Linked DNA regions of Triticum aestivum: region 2 is linked to region 1. The links are chromatin contacts, called in public Hi-C maps. All regions are on one chromosome and are shown on one strand. The core of a region is the stretch at or near the end of the contact, and the rest is flanking DNA. Distances in the headings are between cores, read along the strand shown.

What was found. A called contact is a pair of places that touch in the nucleus more often than the background predicts.
Region 2: a Hi-C map of leaf shows a contact between it and region 1, with 2.8 times the contacts expected there. The contact joins the enhancer-like site here to the promoter of LOC123071878 in region 1. A contact is called at or near these places in 5 of 5 Hi-C or Micro-C datasets (leaf, root and an unstated tissue) and 1 of 1 datasets of contacts at active chromatin or transcription factors (leaf).

The regions. Positions count from the first base shown.
Region 1 is chr3B:704,512,223-704,519,962 of IWGSC CS RefSeq v2.1, reverse strand. LOC123071878 (E3 ubiquitin-protein ligase RGLG2) reads left to right here and starts at 4,714. Exons shown (of 11, transcript XM_044495447.1): 1 at 4,714-5,346; 2 at 6,178-6,262; 3 at 6,349-6,489; 4 at 6,571-6,684; 5 at 6,766-6,863; 6 at 7,407-7,486; 7 at 7,650-7,740. The coding sequence starts at 5,020.
Region 2 is chr3B:704,634,364-704,642,103 of IWGSC CS RefSeq v2.1, reverse strand. No RefSeq gene overlaps it. Among protein-coding and RNA genes, the nearest start is that of LOC123071878, 120 kb to the right of the region's middle. Within about 2 kb of position 4,708, at least 3 of the 8 cell types and tissues checked have an H3K27ac peak or open chromatin away from gene starts, as enhancers often do. A contact at or near this core is called in leaf, where this site is marked.

The sequences.
Region 1 (7,740 bases), core at 3,465-5,964:
GATCAGCTGTATAGGGAAAAAAAATCAGTAGTCGCAATACAAATTCGATATCATTAGATGCATCATGAAATTAATTTTCATACTCCTACTATATACCTTTAGTATTGTAAATAAATTGGATAAACTTTATGCAGAATTCAAACAAATTTTATATGCGGAGTAAAAAGATGAGAGTACATACCATAGCTGGACTGGCAGTGTCGCTTCGAGACAAAATGCGGTAGAGCACGCACGTCGCTGACAACCAACAACGCGTGAGTACCTAGTCATCGTAATACATCCTCTGTTTGAAAACAGTATGCATGTATCCATCGTAATATCGTATTCTGTATTAGTATTCGCCATTCGGTTGCTTACGGAGCCACAGTGATGCGCGCGTACAGGCCCTGTGACGTAACACTGGACCTTTCAGCGGGCACAGTCAAGGGAAAATGACATGACATGCATGCACGTACAACTCACTGAGCACAACAAGTTGCTACATATTTCTTCGGCATAATACAACCACTTGTGTAGCAAGACCATCCCACTAGCCATGCAATTTGAGAAAAACGCTCGTTAAACTTCACGTTTGTTTGGGTTAAATTAGCGCGCTGCTGCGTCAAAGTCGCCGAATGGCAACGAGACAAATTTGTTCAGTTGAAATTGAAACCATGAGCAACTAGATGAATCAACGGTCGCAACTGCCGGGGAGCCTGCCGTTGGAAGCGGAGCCGAGGAAATTGCCGGGGAGGGACGTACGTGATCTCGAAGAGAGGGATGCGTCAAGGTCGGACAGTCAAACGAGATGAAATTACTTATGCAAAAGGATAGTGTACAATATATGGAGGTGGACAGTACCCACCGTAGATGTATACTATGTCAATGAAAACAAATGTGAGCAACCAACCCTTGGTAGGTTATTATAAGAGTTAGGTAGGGTTGAATAGGTAGAGAATGGATGAAGTTGCTGAGAATGTCAAGACTTGCGTGTAGTTGAACAAACTCTTTTGATTCAACAAGGCACGCCATGTGTGATCAATAAATAACAACCGGAAAGCAAATTTACTAGTACTACCAAGTTTTTCTTTAACTGCCCTCGTTTCAGAAAAGCTTTCTTTAACTAATCGCTCGCTATTAAGTATTAAATGTATACTTTTGGAGGATTGGATCTGATATCACCATCACATGTAGATGTAGGCATGTAGTACAACCTAATACAAACAAATGTGCACGCTCAAAAAGCACAAAGCACACATGCTCACTGTGCCAAAAGCTATCAACCTTTTTATTTTCATGTTCTCTCTCTCCTTTTTTTTTTTTGCGATGGACTCCTTTTGAGAGAATCACGAGGCTATACATGACATGAAGTAGAAATACTGTACTATACCCTAGGAAGTAAGTACTCCCTCTGTAAATAAATATAAGAGTGTTTAGATAACTAAAGTAGTGATCCAAACGCTCTTATATTTCTTTACAGAGGGAGTACTAGGTACGATTTACGAAAAAACCTTTCGTTCCCGGATACAAGTGCTCCTAGTGGTTAAAATAGTTTTTTGATATATATTTTTTTGTCAAAAACACCAAAAAAATCGAGCTGGATTACTATTTTTGAAATACATATAATAGGCTTGGCCCTTTCGATCTTTCCGATTGTTGTTTCTTGAATTTTGGTTGTAATTTCTTAAGTATTGATTTAAATTATACTTTTGTGTTTAGTGATGTAAAAGCTCATTTTCTCATTAATAAGAAGACTATATAGGAGAGATGGCCGTGTGGTTGCACCTGAAGTAATCTACATGTCGATATTAATATATTCCCTTTATCGGAAAAAATGTAATCTACATGTTTGTTGAACTGATAAATTGCCATGAAACAATTTAAATGGTTGCGAGAAGTTTGGTTGTGTTTCTATAGATTTGAATTTGCTTTTACAATCCCTATAGCTTGGTTTTTTTTGTACAACATGCCATTCTAATTTTGATTTTTTTTTGTGCAATGGTAAAGAACATCATAACATGCATGACTGATGTTTTTGACGGTTTTCTACAATGATATGGAAGTTTAAAAAATATTTCCCGTACCAGGTATTTGGTGCTTGAGAGCCAAAACATTGCACCCTAATGGATCGTAGTGATTTGTGTTTCTTGGTGAGAAAACCGAGTAAACGTGTGGATCATAGTGGGAAAATATCCATGGATCCTAGACCCAGTTTATATGGGGAGTAAATTGTGTTTGCTCCCGCCACCCGTTGAGTTCAATATCGGTGAGCATGCATAAGATGCCCCAATCCAAGTATCCTCTTAGGAGGCTAATCAAACCTATAGCTATAATATTTATAAAATGGAAAAGTGTATATTATGTTCAAAATGTTGGAAACAATTCATACTTGTATCATAATAAAATAAAAATAAATAACAACATCAGATATAGGCATGTAGTACAACTTGATAAAAACAAACATGTCCGTAGAAAAGCACAAACAACACAAGATGCTCTCATAAAATCTCCCCCTTCCCTTCTTTTCTTCTCATAGACTCGAGCATGAAAATTTGGGGTTATGCCAATAGTCATATGGTTGTTTTTTTAAATTCTGTGGCAACACAAATTTCTTACCAAATGAATATTATTTCTCTTATTTCTTCTTCTCATTTAGCACACATGAGCTCGCCATAGGTTGAGGGGCAAAGGCTTGAGCGGTTAGGGTTATGTATGGGGTGTTAGCAATTACCGAGGAATAACTGGATGTCCCCGTATTTAGTGAGATGTACGACCAATGGACATGCTGATGGTGGTGGTAGCTAGCTAGTTAGGACAGAGCAACGAGATGAAGCTGTAATTATGCCGGTCATAGGCGGCCGGTGGGGTGGAGCTATGGATGGGTCGATAAGTAGTGAGAGGAGACAACCCATGCATTAGAAAAGGCAGGGGAGCTGATGGTGGATCTTGTATGGAGGAACCACCGTAGACGTAGAAGAAGGTAGCGAAACAGTGGTGATCCAACATTCACTCGGATGGGCGATGGAAGAGAAAGGGATGGTGACAATGAATGTGTTGATTGGAGGGGTAAGGTAAGGCATTGCCCCCAATGACATCAAGTCTAGGACGGTGACACACGTGGTGGTAGAAGATGGTGTGCTGGTGCCTTGGATGATCGGTGCTGAAACTCTACTAACTATTGATGGTCAAGAATGGGGTTGAAGGATGGAGGGCAAATATGTGACGCGGTCATCGCAGCTAAAAAAGTGCCATTTTGTGTGAAGGAATGGCATGACGAACACTATCTCGAGCAGGTGATTACACCAACAAAGTAATCCATGTGATGGCTTCCCCCAGATGCGTGTTGGATTATGGCAAATGCAGACAGAGCGCTATCTAAGGATGGATCCATAGGTGCTAGGGGTGCAATTCTTCGGGATCATCATGGCTCATTCATCGCCAGAGTGTACTTTTTTCTGTTGTCCACCACAGAAACAGAGCTAGCAGAGTTGCATGCTTCCAGCGAGTGGTGAACCTGTCGGTCGAGGTTGGGGGGGGGGGAGTATCCATGAGCTAGTACTGGAATTGGACTACATAGGGATGGTCAATAAGCTCAAGTCAAGGTTGAACCATTTGTAGAAGAGGTGAAGAATCTGCAGGTCTCCGTTTAGCAGGTTCAAGTGCGATGGGATGGATGGTCTGCAAATTAGTAAGAGAAGGTTGATGTAATGAGCTTTTGAGAACGTGGCTTCATAAATTTCTAGGATGTATTAGGAATGCTATGATCTCAGATTTATCCGAGGTCTTCGAATAAAAAGCAACGATTCCATCTAGAAAACCTAGCCCACGTACAGTTGGTGGTTAGTCATCATGGTGCCCTCGCATATTTTGTTTTAGAAACACAATATAGACGGCAAACGCACACAAGCACACACATTACACTCATCCCTCTATATGCACATATCACACCCTTGCCCCTTATGAGCATGTAAGAGACTGAGCCAACACAAGTTTTGAGATTGACGATGTCACCACATGCACACTGCCCTCTCCTTGTCTGCCGAGGTACCACTGCTCCTTATCTGCCGAGGTACCACTACCCTCTTCTTCTTTTGTGGGGTACCATTGCCCTCTTAACCATACAACCACACATTTATTCTCGTGTCCTTGCATATTTAACCTCCTTTGGTAACTTAAAATTGCCATACCCTACAAACCATTAAGTGCGACTCAGTAGTACACTAAACCGTGTGTGCTCCGGTCGCATAACCAGTGAGGTACCAGATGTTTAATCTGCAAAATCCAAATACACAAAGGACATTTCGACAAACAATTTCGTGCAGAGTATATTTTTTCTCCACTTTATTACTGTACTATTTTTAAGGAAAAACAATCAAAAGACATCTTAAATCTGATATAATTGTAAAATAAATACTCCTAAATCAGTAGAGTGAACAGACCACTGTACGCAGAAGGAAGGATGTCATTTATCACTTGCCTAGCTGCCTATATATCTTTCGAAAGCTACCCTAAATAACATTCGAGCGGAAAGCTGGCTCGCTTTCGAGGATCACGATGCGAAGATTCCACGTAGCAAGAGCAAGAGCAGTGGCAGGTGGCGAGCAGTTTCCTCCGGGATGGGTTTTCTTGCACGTGACCGCTAGGCGTGTGGGAGATGTGGACCGCACGACCCGCTGGATATATACTCCTTCTTTTTTTTTTTGAAATGGATATATACGCATCCTCCGGCCTCCGCCCCCCAAAAAGACACCCAGCCAAATCAAAACTCCAACCACCGTCAGCCAAGCGAACAGCAGCCCAGCACAGGACGCATCCCCGGGGCCCGGCCGAGGCAGGCGGCGAACGAAGCACACAGGAAGCATCCTCGCGACTCTACAAACCTCCAAGCCGTCGCCGCGGTCGCGTCCCCATCTGGTCTTCCCGGCCGCCGTTGCTACAGCAGCCACCGCCTCCACCGCCACCGCGTTCTGATCTGCGGAGATACCCATCTACTACTCTTCAGGCGAGGGCGGAGGGACAGACACAGAGCGGGAGAGAGGCATGGGGGGCGGGCATTCGAAGAGCGAGTCGCGGGGGGACGGGAGCGGGAACGGGAGGTACGCGCACTCGGCGTCCTTCCAGCAGCCGGCGGCGCCGCAGTGGGGGCCGCCGGGGGCAGGAGGGTACCCGTACGGCGCCGGCCAGGACGCGCAGGGCGGCTACTACGGCGCGCCGCCGCAGCAGGGGGGCTACGCCGCGCCGTACCCGGCGTACCAGCCCGCGCCCGTCGCCGCGCAGCCGCCGCCGGCGCGGGCGGGAGCGGCCAACAAGCCGCGCCTCGACAGGCGCTACTCGCGGATCGCCGACGACTTCCGGTCCGTGGAGCAGGTATGTACCCGTGTGTGATTTCGAGTTTGTTGGGATTATTATTAGTTCAAGCAGCGGCTGCAATTTCGCGAGTGTTCGTCTGGATTTGAGTAGATCGGAATAGTGAATTCGTGCGTGGTAGCCGAGTCCCTGGTTTCGCATCTTCGGATTGCTGGGAAGTTGGTGGCGCCGCCGATTTGTGCTTCGTAGTCGGTCAATCTGCAGCCCATTCGAGATTTCTAGAGAGTTCAGCATATGCTCCATTAGCTGGTCAACCGAATTGAGTTCACGCCGAATCGGAACGAGATCACAAGTTAATCTCGTGGTCAACCATCAATCACTGTTGATGAATGATTCCCGCACACGATAATAAAATTGGTTGGTCGCAGCTCACCACAAGAATTATACATGTTTATTGGGTGGTTGCCAACTTGGTAATTATGTTTGCTTGTACTAGTTGGTGTGTGTTGCTTGGTCTTCTCAAACAGGATAATGACCATGAGTGGCAATGATCTATCGCCTCAAGTTCTGGGATGCTCAGTCGCCAAATGTATCGACTAGTAGATGCCTGTATATTGTCACAGCGTGGTGCAGTTTGCCTGACAGTGACTGATTCACTTTCCTGATTAAATCTGTGCATCATACTTTCCTATCGGTTTCGCAAGTATGGCCCACTGCATTTCTTACTGCAACTAGTAGCTTACCAATCAGAAGTTTGTTCACCAACTTCTGTTAGGTTCTGGCGTTCTTTCTGTGTACTGGCTTCAGTGTCAATAGTATAAGATTCAGGCACATAAACAAACAATTGATTTTCAAAATTTGGATAGTTAAGAATTGATAATGTGTTTGCAGGTTACTGATGCTCTAGCTCAAGCTGGACTCGAGTCTTCGAATCTCATCGTGGGTATTGATTTCACAAAGAGCAATGAATGGACAGGTTAGTGCTTGTGAACCACCTGTTTGCTTTATTCCCAATAATCGGTTCCACCGATCCTGATGCTAATGATTTGTTCCCTTTATCAGGCAAATTCTCCTTCCATGGACGTAGTTTACATCACATTAGCAATGTGCCAAATCCTTATGAACAAGGAATCTCGATTCTTGGACAGACATTGTCTAAGTTTGATGAAGATAACTTGATTCCCTGCTTCGGATTTGGAGATGGTAAAGATCATGTAATAGTTGATCATTTCTCACCACTGTGACGATTTATCTAAACCATGCCCATTTATTTGCTTTTTTCAGCATCTACACATGACCAAGACGTATTCTGTTTTTACCCTGATGAGAGACCGTGCAATGGATTCTCAGAAGCTCTTGAGCGATACAGGGAGCTCGTTCCACATTTGCGCTTGGCTGGTAAGCTTAAGTCACCCTATTGTCTTTCAAGTAGGTTTGATTGGTGTGTTAGTTCTGAGTATTAATGTTGATTTTGAACAGGACCGACATCTTTTGCACCAATAATTGAGATGGCTATGACCATCGTGGAGCAAAGTGGTGGGCAGTACCATGTTCTGCTGATAATTGCTGACGGACAGGTACTATGTTAACACTTTCCCCTCTTCTGATGGGACATGTAATTGCACAGTTGCTAGTTCTGACTTCTGAGCAGTGGGCATTCTAGACATGCTTCATTCAGAATTGTTGCATTCCAACTGCAAGATGCTTTTTTTCTTGTTCTGTTAACATAGGCATGACTGTTTGTCTGTATGCATATCTGGAGTGCTGTTATGTATAATAATAAACATATAACAGAAGAAAACTTCTATATCTGGTAAAAAGCTATATAACTTTTATTTGAAGATCAAACTCCTATATCTGGTAAAAGCTGTATAACTTTTGAAGAACTTCAACTCGATATTTATGTGTTTGCGAAATCGTAATTATTCTCCCAGGATATGTATCCTTCTTTTATTAATCTGAAATATGTACCCTGTACTCTAGTGTCAAACTGTCCTCTTCGCACTTGATCAAATAGTTGATATTTGCGGTTGTCATATTTTCCATGTTCTCTCTGCTGTATAAACCTCGAAACTGGTATGTTCTTTATGTTCTCTTGTTAACTTGTGTACTTTACTTAGGTCACAAGGAGTGTAGATACTGCATCTGGGCAGCTGAGTTCCCAAGAGCAAAAGACTGTTGATGCCATTGTGAGGGCCAGGTTAGTCCTCAATATTACCTTCGTTATAATGTTTTGATATGTTCAGAGTGATGTGCACCTCACCCTCATTTTTGCAGTGACTACTTGCTTTATTGTGTGCACTAAATTTATTGCCCTCCCATGTCATGGATGTTGCTCATCGCTTCAGTTTTTTTGTATGCAGTGAACTGCCGCTATCTATTGTGTTAGTAGGAGTTGGTGATGGCCCATGGGACATGATGAAGGAATTTGATGACAATATTCCTGCCCGGGCT
Region 2 (7,740 bases), core at 3,459-5,958, 120 kb before region 1:
CTCAACCAGCGCTAGAAACCGTTCCCAACTACTCCCGGGCCCCTCCTCGGTCCCAACCATTTTTACTTCTCCTATTAATGATCATAGCCGACATCATACCCTATATTCCATTCTTCAATCAACAATGCAATTTTTTGACGCATTTGCTCCACCAACTATTTAAATTTTGAGGGTTCATAGCTGACATCAGAACCCATGTGACAACAATATATCGTGTTCATTGCTGTTTTCACAAGATCGGATAATTTAATGTTATAATTCAGATATATATAAATACATAAATTAATAATGAAAAATCCCGAAATATTTGCCTGACATAGAGTATGATGGTCTTCAACAAATGATATTAATTGTCCCTAAGTTCCAGTTTGTAGTAAAGGGACCTAAGGATGTTAATTGTCTGCAATCGAGGTAAGAAATGGCAATCAGCATGTCCTTGGGCATCATAAAGGAGTGGACTTGTTTTCATTATTTTTATAAAATAAAACATCAAATCCAATTGTTCTGCCCCTGTTTTCCCATTTTATCCATCTCAGTGTGAGGCTAGTGGGCCGGTCCAATACTGTCGTTGCCTCTGGCGTGATTCCCCCCCCCCCCCCCTAATCTCTATATATTTGTTCTTATAGGTTTTCACTATTTTAATCGGTTTTTTGTTGTTTGCTTTCTTTTTTCTATGGTATTCTTTATTTCTTTCTTCTATTTTCGCGGGTTTTCTTTGTTTTTCTATTTTAAACACATGCCTACTTTTTCCAATACACATTGTGTTTTTTCTCATATTTTTTGCAGGCAAATCAAAAAGCTTTATTCACACAAAGGCATTTCCCGGACAATCGGCTAGGAGGCTAGTTTGGGAGTTTCATCAAGCTAGCTTTCGGTCTCATTCAATGTGGAAGCGTGCTTAGCACAAAGATGAGCTCGTAGGTTTGCTAACATATTTACATGCTGAATATTAAAAAAACTAGTGCTCTATTTCTAACATGATAGGAGCCATAATTGAACGAGAAATGTGAGAGTGTTCTAGAGTGTCACCAACTATAGGTAGTCTACCTCCTTTGTCACCTACGAGAATCCTCGAAACATTGTGAAACAAACACCATCGCGCAATGAAAAGACTTCAGCTATCGGTGCGTCAGAAATATCCAAGTATGGTTTGCACCAAGCACCAAGCATGGCCTAAGACGAGTGTGCAACACCTCTCTCACCACCCCGTCCATCCGTAAAAATTAATGCCCCGTCGGTGGTGATCTTGACAATACCCGGATCGGGGGTGCACCAGTCGAAGCCCGGCAACACAGCGGTGGTCATCCGAGGAATATGAAGGGGAGCAAGCGCCTCCTTTGTTAATCTGATTGTAGTGGCAGGACCCCTCTCATCTTCGCCATGCTTCAGACAATTACGAGAATGCCAAATAGCCCACATAATAGTGATTATCTTCACACATTTTTCTAATTCATGGATAGCATTTTTTTTATATACTAAATATTTTTCAAAATATATGACATTTTTTAAATACATGCTTTCGAATAATAATACATATTATGCATTGTTCAATTACACAGTGAATTTTGTTTAATGGCATGAAACATTTGCTTAAACTGTGCGCACATGTTTTACATGTATAAACGTTTTTTTAAATGACATTAACATATATTTAAAATGCATGAACATTTTCTAAAAGCCTCACGTACATTTTTTTAAATGGTTCAAAGCATTTTTGAAATATTTGAACCTTTTTACAGTGGATAATTTTTTTACATGTCTCTAATATTATTTCAAATGCGTGCTTTTTAAAAAATCTCACAATTTTTTTCTTGAAACACCTGACCAAATTAAAAAATGTCGCATACATTTGTTTTAGTGCTATCAGCAATTTTTGTACAACGCAAACATTTTCTCTACATTATATAAAAGTTAAATACATTTTTTATAAAATCAAGGAAAATGTTTTGACATTTTAGAAATATAAATAAAGTAATAAAAACACTTGTGTTAAAGAGCCAGCATACTCCCACGTCACCTCACTACAAACGAAGTATACGCGACAGTTATTTATCGCATTAAGCAATGCTATAGATTAAGTCTCGCGCCGAGCACTACAGTATGAGGCCGGGCAGATCAATCCTGCCATCTCCTCGTTGCCCGGCGGCATCGCTAAGCACTGCACTGAGCTCGAGTTCATATACAATTAGTAAGGCATGAGCTATTAGAATGGAATGAGTCGGCTTTTACACATTTTTCCTTTTTTTTCTTTGATTTTTTTCTTTCTTGTTTTCCAATGTTTTTTTCGTTTTCTTTTTCTATTTCATTTTTTCTTTCTTTTGTTTTGGTTTCTTTTTTCTTCTTCATTTTTTCTTATTCTTTTTCGGTTTTTATTTTCTTGCTTTTTCTTTGTTTCTTTTTGTTTTTCATTCTACATTCTTATATACATGATCAACCTGTTTCCAAATACTTGTTCAACATTTTTCAAACACTTATTTAACTTTTTTTATATACATGGTCCACGTTTTTTAAAATACTTGTGCAACATTTTTTAAATACTTGTTCAACATTTTTCGAATGCTTGATTAATATTTTTTAAAATCCTTGTTAAAAACTTTCAAATACATGTTCAATATTTTTCGAACGCTTGATTAACATTTTTCAAATACTTGTTCAATATTTTTTGAATGCTTGTTCAACATTTTTTTTGAATGCTTGATCAACATTTTTCAAATACTTGTTCAACATTTCTCTGAATGCAACATTAAAAAAGTGCAAATACTTGTTCAGCGTTTTTCAAATACTTGTTTAATGTTTTTCAAATACTTGTTCAGCGTTTTTCAAATACTTGTTCAACTTTTTTTGAATGCTTGATTACATTTTCAAATACTTGTTCAATATTTTCAAATACTTATACAATATTTTCCAAAAAAAATTGTAGACTTTTTTTGTAATATATATGGGTCGGTGTTGAAGATGCACTTAGGTGCGCTACATGCTGAACAAGGCTCTCTTAGTCATCTAGTAAAAAGCAGCTGCCTTGAGAAAACACCGTTGACAAATTTACAACATTCTGTGTCTCTTACGATATTATTATAAAAGACGAATACTCTTGCAAACTCTAAGATGTAATAAGAGGAAGAAAAATATTGCCGATAGTGTCGACACATACAGATTAATCCAAGAATATTCAGATTATTCATGTCGTCTGCTTGGTGTGGCGAGGTTAGAGTTTCTCGACATGCGACAATATTTGGTGTCATGTGCTTCATGTCGATTCAAGGTTCAATGGCGACGACTGTGACTCTGGAGTGTTGATCCTTACGGGCACATGTACGAGGACTTCTCAACTGCCATCGGTAAGGTCAAGCCGACTCTGATAAGATGGCGGCGACAACGATGCGTCGGCGGCTCATTCTGTTGGTGGTGGTCGTTCGATGGTACATGTCCCAGATATAACGTATACTATGCTTCGGGAGCTTTGCGCCCCCCCCCCCCCCTAACCCTAGGCGGCTAGGGTAAATTTTTCCATCCAAACTCCACCGATGAGTCTGTGGATTCACCTCCCATCTATCCACGACTCCGGCGTCTGGTGGCGGGGAGGAGAATCCCGGTGTCTCCATTCCAGTTAGTAATTTAGGTTAGGTTTTTTTAGTCCTCGTAGTTGCGGCGCTAAGGCGAATTGCGACATTTCTTCTTTGAGTTTGTCTTCAGACTAATAGTCCATTTCTTATACCATATCTCTATCTCATGAAATTCTCGAGCCAAAAGATGGATGCATATGTTGCATTTCATTTTGCTAAACGATACTCCCTCCGTCGGAAAAAACTTGTCACAAGCTTGTCTCTCAAATGGATGTATTTAGCACTAACTTTATGCTAGATACATCCATTTGAGGGACGAGCTTTTTCGGACGGGCGAATTGTTTATCATTAGCATCTTCTGGAACTTTTCTGGAAGGAATCCACTTTTCTAGGAAGATAGAACATTTTGGGATAATGCACCTTGGTTTTTCTAGGGAAACCCTATGGTTCTTTATGGATCCTCTTATGCATTATGTTTGATATCAAGGAAAGGCGATTCTTGCATCAAAAGGCACTTTTTTAAGAAGAAATGTCAAGCCGGCTCCGGTAGGGGAGCGGCGACAGCGACGAGTCCAGTGGTCTCGGAATTTTAATGTAGTTTTTATTATGTTTAAAATGCTTTGTACTCTCGATGAACCTTTATAATCTTTTTCGTAAAACAAGGATTTGGATCATTTTTCGGACAGAGAAAAACGCGCAAACATGCGACGGGATTCATGTGAAGGCAACCCGCTCGTCAGAAGCTCCTGAAGAATGGAAAACAGCAAGTCTGGTCAGACAGACAGAGACAGAAGCGTGTTTTCGAAAAGAAAAGGTCAAATAGCAGCTGATAGGTCGGTAACACTCCCTGCAGAGCCAGGACGTCAATCTGCAGCAAACCCGCGGTCGTCCGGTTTCAAATTATAGCAGTGTGCGCCGCGGCGCGTGTCTTCCTTGCGTCAACGGCGATACATACGCACGCAGTGACTTCGTAGGCAATGCAGGGGAAAATGAGTTCGAAATTGCTTTGCGTACGACTAACTGCATCGTATTTGCATACGGCATGGTGATCCTACGTCTGTTCCTAAAGAAATGGCTTGATCCAAGGGTGACTGACTAATGTCGTACAACATCGGATAAAAAGTTGTCGTATGTGTAGCACTCCTCGAGTTCAAATGAGTTTGTGCCGGAGTAGGGCGCACGGCGCACACAGTCCGGAGCCCAGACGACGTGCCAATGCTATTCGTTCGCGCGGCAACCTCACGGTGGCTTGCCTTCGTTGCCAACCTCGTCCTTCTAGTAGGGGCCAATGACAAAATCCTTTTCTCCAAGCGTGTACATCTCCGCTGATCTCTTCGTAGGAAAAGGCATTCTGATTTCCTTTTCGGTTTTTTCTTCTCTTTTTGGCGGCCGGCTTCAGCGTTGTTACCGTTTGTTCTTCGTGCTTCTCAAGGTAACCACTGCCCTAAGCTTCCTAGAAGGGAGCATTAGCCTTGAGCCTCTCTGATTAAAGAAATAAGGCGCCGGAAGATGCCAACTAGATGTCTTATTAGCTGCGTTGAGCACGTAACATAAGGTTCGACGTCAGCCAAAAAAGTGACGGAGCAACAATAGATATACGCGACGGCTGCGCCAACCTGGCTAATCATGGTGGACGAACGGTGCGGATGACGATGAAAAAGCGTAGTCTCTCGTCGGTCATCTCATCTCCCCGGCTGCTGCAATGGCATGGCATACGGAACCGGTAAGTTACACCCCTTGCCCTTGGTTCCTTCTGCGCTAAGTATTTCTATATGTATACACGTCCCTGTCATACTTCTTCCGTTCCGAATTACTTGTCGCATAAATGGATGTATCTAGAACTGAAAAATGTCTAGATACATCCATTTCTACGACAAGTAATTCCGAACGGAGGGAATACATATCTACTGTCCACTATACTGGCGTATACATATGTCACACCTCTCCACCTTATCCATGCCAGAATGCAAAAATGTGAAACTAGACTAGCTAGACTGGCGTATACACACGTAGTTTGGAGACAAAAATGTGGTTTGCACGTCGCTGACGACTAACACCGTGTGAGTACCAAGTCATCGTTCGTGTACATCTCTACTTAATTGTCTTGCTCTTTCTGTTTGAAATACAGTTGTATATACCATCGGTATTGTGCGTTATTTGTCATTCCTTGCTTACGGAGTCACATTGATGCACACGCGTAGAGGCTCCATGACGTCCGTTGGACCATTGAGCGGGCAAGTTCAAGCGCATACAATAGCACAACAGGCTAGCTGTTCCATATTTCCTCGGCAAAATACAGCAACTTGTGGAGTGAGACCAACCCACTAGTCACACAAGTTGAAATTGAAAATGACATTATTTTGGTTGAATTTGCGCGCTGCTACGGCGAAGTCACGCCGAATGGCAACGGTATATATTAGTTCAAGTTTAAAACCATGAACAACAAGACGGATCAACGGTCACAACTTGCAGGCGCACGCCGGTCAGGGAGTGTGCCGTTAGAATTAGAGCCCAGGAAAATTCTGGGGACGTGATAAAATGAGAAGACTAATCCAACTGGATGGGGTTGTTCCTCATCAAATTACTAACTTACGCGAAGAAACAATATATAGGAAAGTGGGTAGCACCCACCGTACATACATATACTAGGTCAACAAAAACAAACGAACCCAGCCAACCATTGGTTAAGAGTTAGGTAAGGTCGTCAATAATAAGAGAAATTGATGTGAATGTGAAGGCTCGAATTGAGCAACAAACTTGTCATTCAACAATGCACGGCACGTGAGACCAATAAATAACACCAAAAAACAAATTTTACTACTCACCCAGTATTACATGTATACTTTTGAAGGATTTAATGCAATATCACCATCACATGCAGGCATGTAGTACAACCTAGTATAAACAAATTGTGCACACGCAAAAGGCACAAACACACACATGCTCCGCAAAGCTCTCCCTTTTTTCATGCTCTCTTTTGTGGAGAAAACGAGAATCACATGGCTGCCACCCAAGAAAAAGGAGAGATACTATTTCAAGGGACCACCCTTTGAGATTTATAATAGGCTAAACATGTGATCTCGGTGAGAAAAAAGCGAGCGGTCGTTAGGGCAACTCCAACAGACTGACTGAAACAAACGCAAAATATGTCCGTCGTTTATCCGTTTAGGTGGCAAGGCGTCCGCCCCGTATCCATCACTCCAACATTATTTTGGCCATGCAATCTTGATTGGAATAAATTAATAAGTCACATAGTCTACATCGAAATAGGTCATATAGTTTACATCTAAATAAATAAAAATCACATGGTTTACAACCAAATGGAATTAAAATTGTAGCAAATAAATTGGAAGAAAATGAGAAGATAGAACTATTGGTTTCCTATGTGAGTCCACGATGCTCAACCAAGTCATGTTGAAGTTGAATGTGAATTGTCTGGTCACATATTTCATGATCAAATTGCTGAACTATGCAAATATTGCCACTCCACCCTTGGGCAGAATCACTCCCTTATGCGCAAACCACATTTTTTTTGAAAGCACCTTAATTTTCCATATATGAATAGACTAGGGATTCGTCCATTATTAATGAAGTACACATATATAGATTTAACTAAGAACACGCCTGAAACTGAAAGTTTTCATCGGAATATATTTGTGGCTTATTAAACAGATTGACCTCCAACAACCTACACACTAAATCCAGCCTTCTATCCCAACGTTCCCCAACTAGTGCCCGCCTGAATTGAATACTTAGAGAAACCGAACCCAGTACTCACAAATGCGTCTTTACGTTGTACAATATAGTAAAGGGTTGGACATTGTAAAGCTAGAGACATCACTCCTAGATAGACAAGTGTCCTCCCGAAATTAGCAGAGAGAGCGTGGAGGGCGGGTGCAAGGGGGCCATGATGCTGCACAACTCATCCCAAGAAATCCACGCAGGCGGCCACTGGCTCCCATAGCCAGCCAGGGGAGGCACAGTGGAGTGGGCGAGGTCGGGGGCATGCAGTACTCTGCTGCCATGGGGAGAGGCCGGGCATCTCTCGACGGCCACACGATCAAATGTGTAGGGAGGGGTGGATCTGAACAAGGAGGAGGAAAAAGAGAAGGAGACGCAGCTGCACCAGATCAAGGCGATAGCATAAAGCGGTGAAGTGGGACCCATACAGTTTCCG